2 separate regions of the Pan troglodytes genome follow, and region 1 is linked to region 2. The links are chromatin contacts, called in public Hi-C maps. All regions are on one chromosome and are shown on one strand. Each heading gives the region's core, a stretch centred on a gene start, on an enhancer-like site or on the middle of the called end of the contact. The rest is flanking DNA. Distances are from core to core; before and after follow the strand shown. Region 1 has its middle 57 kb from the start of LIPG. Region 2 holds the start of LIPG (lipase G, endothelial type).

Region 1 (3,754 bases), core at 148-2,647, 56 kb after region 2:
CATTTCAATCTGACTCTGAAGGAAGCTCAGATTGGTTGTTTGAACAGGGAGCTCTGTGCTCTGGGTCCTTTTACTTTTGCAGTGGGATGTATTCCCAGACCACCTCCATCAGGCCCACTGGAGAGCCTGGGGATCCCAGGGCAATGTTGTTCCCCACCTGGCTCAGATCAGGCAGGGAGAGCATGTTTTGTGACTTGCTCAGAGCTTGTTCCAGGAAGTGTTCTTATATGCTGAAATGGAAGAGACCTTTTCTGATACACTGTTGCCAAATGGGCTTGGAGAGCATGAAAGAATTACAGCATCTTCAGAGTCTGTTTATAACTTCAGATGCAAAAACTACACTCTGTAAAGGGGAGGCCGTGCACTTTTTAGGAAAAAGCTGTGAATTAAGGAGTCAGGGGCTGGGTGCGGTGGCTCAAGCCTGTAATCCCAGCACTTTGGGAGGCCAAGACAGGTGGATCACAAGGTCAAGAGTTCAAGACCAGCCTGGCCAAGATGGTGAAACCCCATCTCTACTAAAAATACAAAAATTAGCCAGGCATGGTGGTGGGTGCCTATAACCCCAGCTACTCGGGAGGCTGAGGCAGAGAATTGCTTGAAACTGGGAGGCAGAAGTTGCAGTGAGCCAAGATCGTGCCACTGCACTCCAGCCTGGGCAACAGAGTGAGACTCCGTCTCAAAAAAAAAAAAAAAAAAGAGAGTCAGAAGACCTGAGTGGTTCTGCTACTTGAGATCCATGCATGCTTCAGCTACCCCGGTCTCAGTTTTCTCAACTATGAAATGGGAACGATAATACTTTTCCTAGCTTGTTTTGAGGATCAAATGAAATAAAAATGTGGAAGGGCCTGAGGAGCTGGCACATGCTGTTCTGATGTAAGAGTTGACTTTTTTGATTACAGACCAGCTGGACTCTTCCTACCTGATATCTGCTAAAGCAGACCACACTGGCTTACAAGGGGTGTGGGGTGTTTGTGGGTGTAGGGTGCTCTCTGCTCGATTTTGGGGCCCTCCAGCTTGGCAGCACCATCTGTTGCCTTATGTCTCTTGCCCATTCTTCCCTGAGCTAGAGCCAGTTGGGGCTTCAAAGCTGGCAATGTGGGGCTGGGTGCAGTGGTTCATGCCTGTAATTCTAGTGCTTTGGGAGGCCAAGACAGGAAGATTGCCTGAGCCCAGGAATTCGAAGCTGCAGTGAACTATGACTGTGCCACTGCACTCCAGCCCGAGTGAGAGCGGGACCTTGTCTCAAAGAAAAAAAAAAAAAGAAATTGCTGGCAATGTTTTTCTAATTTCTGCTGAGTGAGCAAACCAAGTGTTCCTGGGACTGCACTCCCAGTCCCTCCAGAAGGCCATTGTTGGGGAATGATCAGGAACTGGCCTTTATCTCTGCGACAGTTTATAGCCAGTCAGGCATTTTATTGTTTCCCCAGTTACGAGGTGATTGGAATGTGGCCATCTCTTCGGAGCACTCCTGGAGGTTGAATTAATAAAGGGGATAGGCCAGGGAGTCCTGTGCTGGACAATGGAAGCTGCAGACTTGGGATCGCACAAACTCCCAGAAGTTCTTTTTTTGGAAGGGAGGCAGCTGAGCTGGGAAGGGTTGAAAATCTGGAGTTCTCCTTTCGTATCTGGCTGCTGGGAGTGGGGTAGGTTGGGTTAGAAATCCCTAGGCATCATCTTGTTAAAACACTCCTGTGAAGCAGGCCAGTGCCAGGGCAGGGGGTGGTGGCTTCCTGGGGCCATCTCTGAGTGGTGGCTGAGCCAAAATGTTGGAACGAGGATGGTAGAATTCAGCCAAAATACAATCCGTTTCACACAGAGAGCAATTTTGAACAAAGATACAAAAATCAAAACCATCGGGTTTTTGCTCTTAAGGAACTTGCAGGAAAGAACAATGAACAGAGCCACTTGGATGGCTGTGATGCGTGGTGGAATGCAATAGCTAGTACTAGGGAGGTACCAACGCATGTGACAGGGGTTTAGGGTATTGTTGGGAGAGTCCCAGAAATCTGTGATGGGTGCCTGCACCAGCCCAGGGCATCTGCAGAGCCACACCAAGCCAGTTGTGCATTTCCATGGAGATCCATGTTTTTGCCTCCATGAGCTGGTAGCCTGAAGGCATGAATTCATCAGTCTGAGCTGTGAGAAGAACGCATCCTCCTAGAGCTCGAGCAGTCCCTCTGGAGAGAAGCTGCTATGTCATGGGCCAGATCCGATGCTTCCTAGGGCTGGCTACATGCCTTGGAAGGCAGTTGCCCAAGGGACTGCAAGTCTGTCACCCCTGTGATGCCTTAGACATTCTCCTTGATTTGAAATAGGCCTTCGCCAAAGAGAAAGACCCTTCCCTGCTAACTGTGCCCTGGATTCCACAACCTGCTCATCCCACCAAACGTTGTCTCCCGTATGTCTTTAACACCTCCCCTCTGGGCTAGCTTTTTCTATCTGCATTTAACATTTTCAAACCTCATTCATTTAAAAAAATGAATAAATAAAGCTCCCTCCCGCTGCCTTGCCTTCACAGCCCTATGTTGCTACCTTTCTGTTTCTCATACCTTCTGGAAGGTGTTTTCTAAACTTGCCCTTTCCACACTACCTTACCTCTCATTCGTGCCTTAACTCACAGCTGTCTGGCTTGTCCTTCTCCTCAGGACCAACACTGCTCTCAGTGAGGTGCCAAGATGCCTGTGGGTAGGGCCAATGTTCATCCTTCTAGATAGATTCTTGACAGAGGTCAAGACAATTCTCTTGACCTCTTTTTTGTACATGTGAAGGTTTGTTGTATTGGTGAACTCTTGTCCCAGGGGTTTGTTGTACAGATGATTTTATCACCCAGGTATGAAGCCCAGTACCCAATCGTTATTTTCTCTGCTCCTCTCCCTCCTCCTTCTCCCTCCTCCCACTTCCTCCCACTCTCCACGCTCAAGTAGACCCCAGTGTCTTTTGTTTCCTTCGTGTTCGTGGGGTCTCATCATTTAGCTCCCGCTTATAAGTGAGAACATGTGGTAATTTGGTTTTCTGTTCCTGCTTTAGTTTGCTAAGGATAACATCTTCCAGCTCCATCCATGTTCCCGCAAAAGACATGATTTCATTTTTTATGGCTGCATAGTATAATATTCCATGGTGTACATGTACCACATTTTCTCTCTCTTTTTTTTTTTTTTTGAGACAGAGTCTTATGCTGTCGCCCAGGCTTGAGTGCAGTGGCGCGATCTTGGCTCACTGCAATCTCCGCCTTCCTGGTTCAAGTGATTCTCCTGTCTCAGCCTCCCAAGTAGCTGGAGATTACAGGCTTGTGCCACCACACCCAGTTACTTTTCTATATTTTTAGTAGAGATGGGGTTTCACTATGTTGGCCAGGCTGGTCTTGAACTCCTGGCAAGTGATCCATCCACCTCAGCCCCACGAAGTGCTGGGATTACAGGCATGAGCCACCACTCTCAGCCATTTTCTTTATCCAATCTATCACTGATGGGCATTTGGGTTGACTTCATGTCTTTGCCGTTGTGAATAGTGCTGCAATGAACATTCGTGTGCATGTATCTTTATAATAGTTTATATTCCTCTGAGTATATGCCCAGTAATGGGATTGCTGGGTCAAATGGTAGTTCAGCTTTTAGATTTTCAAGGAATTGTCACACTGCTTTCCACAATGGGTGACCTCTTGTTTCTCAGGAAAAAAAATCCCATTCTTACGGTCTGTGATCCCACACCTGTTCGTGGTTGCCTGGGTCTCCAACTTCCTCTCCTCAATCTCCTT
Region 2 (3,376 bases), core at 243-2,742:
AACTCCTCCAGGCGAGAGGCTCTTCAGATCTCCTTGTTCTTGGGAAGGATGAAGCAGAACAGTTGACATCATACATTCTAATGCTACAATTATAATTTCATGATGTCCTTTGAAAATTCTCGCATGTTATTTTAATGTGGAGACACAGGAGGGCACTCTAACCAACTAGCAATAAAACCTAAATGGTTTCATAGCCTTGGCAGTTAAAAAATAGATGTTGATTTGTTGAACCTGTAAAACACAGGTTTTTCATTTATTTATTTATTTATTTGCAAAGGAGTTTCACTCTTGTTGCCCAGGCTGGAGTGCAATGGTGCGATCTCGGCTCACCACAACCTCCGCCTCCCAGGTTCACGCGATTCTCCTGCCTCAGCCTCCCGAGTAGCTGGGATCATAGGGATGCGCCACCACGCCCAGCTAATTTTTTGTGTATTTTTAGTAGAGATGGAGTTTCTCCATGTTGGTCAGGCTGGTCTCGAACTTCTGACCTCAGGTGATCTGCCCACCTCGGCCTCCCAAAGTGTTGGGATTACAGGTGTGAGCCACTGCGCCCGGCCGGGTTTTTCTTTTTTTCTAGGCAGGATAACTAACTTTGCAGGACTACCTTCCAACAATACCCTGCAAAATACCCTAGCTTCCGTGGGGGTATCTCACCTATAACAAAGGCTCTCAAGACACACTCTCCACATTATCCAGTTAATGTTCTAGGGACCATGGCTATGAGCAACTCAGAACAGGGAAGGAGTTTTTTTCTTCTGATGTCCAGGCTGGAGTGTAGTGGTGTGATCATGGTACATTGCAGCCCTGAACTCCTGGGCTCAAGGACTCCTTCCGCCTCAGCCTCCCAAGTATTAATAGCTTGCACTACAGGTGTACCACCTTGCCTGGCTAATTTAAAAAAATTTTTTTTGGTAGAGATGAGTGTCTACGTTGCCAGGGTTAGGGAAGAGGACTTTTGACTACAGCTTACCCCCTGCCTCAGCCACTAGACCAGGTTGCCAAGAGCTCACATTTAAAGGTCAATTGGCCAAATTGAACCTAGAGCAGAGAAGAGAGACCTGGTTGTCTTGAGACTTTCTTCAAATCTGCAGCCTGTCCCCATGACTCAGTTTTCCCATCTGTAAAATGGAGATAACATTAGACCTATGTCTGTATAGTTTCCTCATGAAGAGAGAGACAGAGTGGGAACAACATATCTGGGGGTGATATTTACCATCGCATACAGACCATTGAGTTCTATACTAAAAAACTAAAGCCCGTCTGCGTCTTGTTAATGAATGATAGCACACGGGAGGGACAAAGCGTGCTCTGCTGGCAGCTGGAGTAACAAAAGTAATGAGGCGAGGTCGGAACAGGATCTGCTGGCTCCGGCTCGGTTTCCTCACACAGGTCTCTCCAGTTGGATCCTCGACGCTAGGGAGGAAGGGGCACGGGACTGCTGTGGGGGTTTTCCCTCCCCAGGCAGGGGCAGGACCTGTTCCGGGCGACTGCAGGGTTAAGGGTATCGTCTTAAAGAGCCGGATCCTCCCGGCTGGAGCGAGGCTGGATGGCGGGGCGCAGCCTCTCAGCCTCTCGCACCCGCCCTGCGTCCGCAGTGGTTGTTGGCGCAGCCGCCCCGTCGGTGTTCCGGGCTCAGTCCCCGCTCCCCAGCGCCAGACGCAGACTCCGGGCCAAGTTCTCCCTCCGCTCGCTGCTTTCTGCCCCAGGACCCGGATCAATAAAGGGAAGGAGAGCCGGGAGGAAATGATGGAGAACAGAGAGAAAGGAGATGCTTGATTTCACTCGCCAAGGAGTGAGTGCTCATCGGCAGACACTGGGCGCTGGCCACGCGTCTTAGACTCCAAATCTCGGCTCACTGGTCCCTTTGGGGAGGTCGCCTGGTGTTCCCGTAGCCCTCCACCCCACCATAGGAGAGCGCCTGCCACGAGCTCCGCGCCTCGCTAAGTGCTTTGCTACGTGAACTCTTAGTTTTCCCAACATCCCTAAGCCGCCGATACATTATCACCCACGTACTGCGGACGAGAGAACCGCCTCGGAGAAGCTGGCTGGCTCGCTTGGAGTTTTGCAGCTAGTGGCGGAGCGAGCATTCCGAGAAGGTACTGTGCGATCCTCCAGCGCCGGCCGCAGCTCACAGCCCCTTAGCTCCGCCGGGTTATTGTGCGGCCGCGCCTTCTGCACCTGTTGCGGCCCTCGCTAGGCGGGAAGGGAGGGAGAAGAGAAGGACAAAGGGGATGACCAGGTGGCTCTCCCCCGACGGACTCCCGGCCCAGGGAGCGGATAGACCACTCCCAGAGAGTGTGTGGCTTTGCGCCTTGGAGAGGATGCTCTCCTTCTCCAGGGATCGCGTCCCCAGCGGACGCAGGGTTTCAGGGAAATGTCCGCCTCCGCCACTTGGGATGGCAGTGGGGAGAGGAGGATCTGGGTGTCCGGAGGAGGGCAGTGGGAGAAAGCTGGAGCTGCTGGAGTCGCAGCTGCCTGCGGAGCGGGCCCGGGAGGAAGCGGGGCCGAGCGTGCGGCGTCCACGCGGTGAGTGTGCAGCGCTTTCATTCAAACTTTCTCCAGTCTCGGTTCGGGCGTCAGCAAGGTGTGACCAATCAGAGCCCAGAGACGGGAATAAATTATGCAAATCACCATCTGGCGATGGGTCAGATGACTCCCATACTTTTAAAAACTACCTCTATAGGAGCGTGACAGCAGCGAGCCCTTGCCTCCCGGCGGCTCAGGACGAGGGCAGATCTGGTTCTGGGGCAAGCCGTTGACACTCGCTCCCTGCCACCGCCCGGGCTCCGTGCCGCCAAGTTTTCATTTTCCACCTTCTCTGCCTCCAGTCCCCCAGCCCCTGGCCGAGAGAAGGGTCTTACCGGCCGGGATTGCTGGAAACACCAAGAGGTGGTTTTTGTTTTTTAAAACTCCTGTTTCTGGGGAGGGGGTGTGGCGGGGCAGGATGAGCAACTCCGTTCCTCTGCTCTGTTTCTGGAGCCTCTGCTATTGCTTTGCTGCGGGGAGCCCCGTACCTTTTGGTCCAGAGGGACGGCTGGAAGGTAACGTGCATTTGTTTTTATTCCCCCCAGCCACTTCTCTGTGCTGGGTCCCCTCTGTCTTGCTGATTCTTCAAACCCTCCTTGTTCCTATGAAATTCTTCCTTTCCCACTGCGCTGCCCATTCTCTCCTCCAATCCACCTTGGAGTCCACCTGTCTCTCTGCTGGTCTGATGGGGGCATCCCCGGCAAGTCATGCAAAAGGCAAAGGCTGGCAGGGTGCGCTGGCTCTTGCCAGCCCTCCCACCCCCACCTCCTTCCCTTATACGGCTCCCTAAGCCAGTGCTGGTGCTGTCCAGCCAGCCGAGCGGCCTGGCAGCAGCTCTGAAACCTTGTCC

Evidence for each region. A called contact is a pair of places that touch in the nucleus more often than the background predicts.
Region 1: a contact with region 2 is called in a Hi-C map of stem cell-derived neural progenitor cells, with 1.8 times the contacts expected there. The contact joins the enhancer-like site here to the promoter of LIPG in region 2. A contact is called at or near these places in 1 of 7 Hi-C or Micro-C datasets (stem cell-derived neural progenitor cells) and 1 of 1 datasets of contacts at active chromatin or transcription factors (stem cell-derived excitatory neurons).

Annotation. Positions count from the first base shown.
Region 1 is chr17:59,688,159-59,691,912 of NHGRI_mPanTro3-v2.0_pri, forward strand. No RefSeq gene overlaps it. Among named protein-coding and RNA genes, the nearest start is that of LIPG, 57 kb to the left of the region's middle. Within about 2 kb of position 1,398, at least 3 of the 24 cell types and tissues checked have an H3K27ac peak or open chromatin away from gene starts, as enhancers often do. A contact at or near this core is called in stem cell-derived neural progenitor cells, where this site is marked.
Region 2 is chr17:59,631,989-59,635,364 of NHGRI_mPanTro3-v2.0_pri, forward strand. It overlaps LIPG (lipase G, endothelial type), which reads left to right and starts at 1,493. Exons shown (of 10, transcript XM_009433982.5): 1 at 1,493-2,526. The coding sequence starts at 2,232.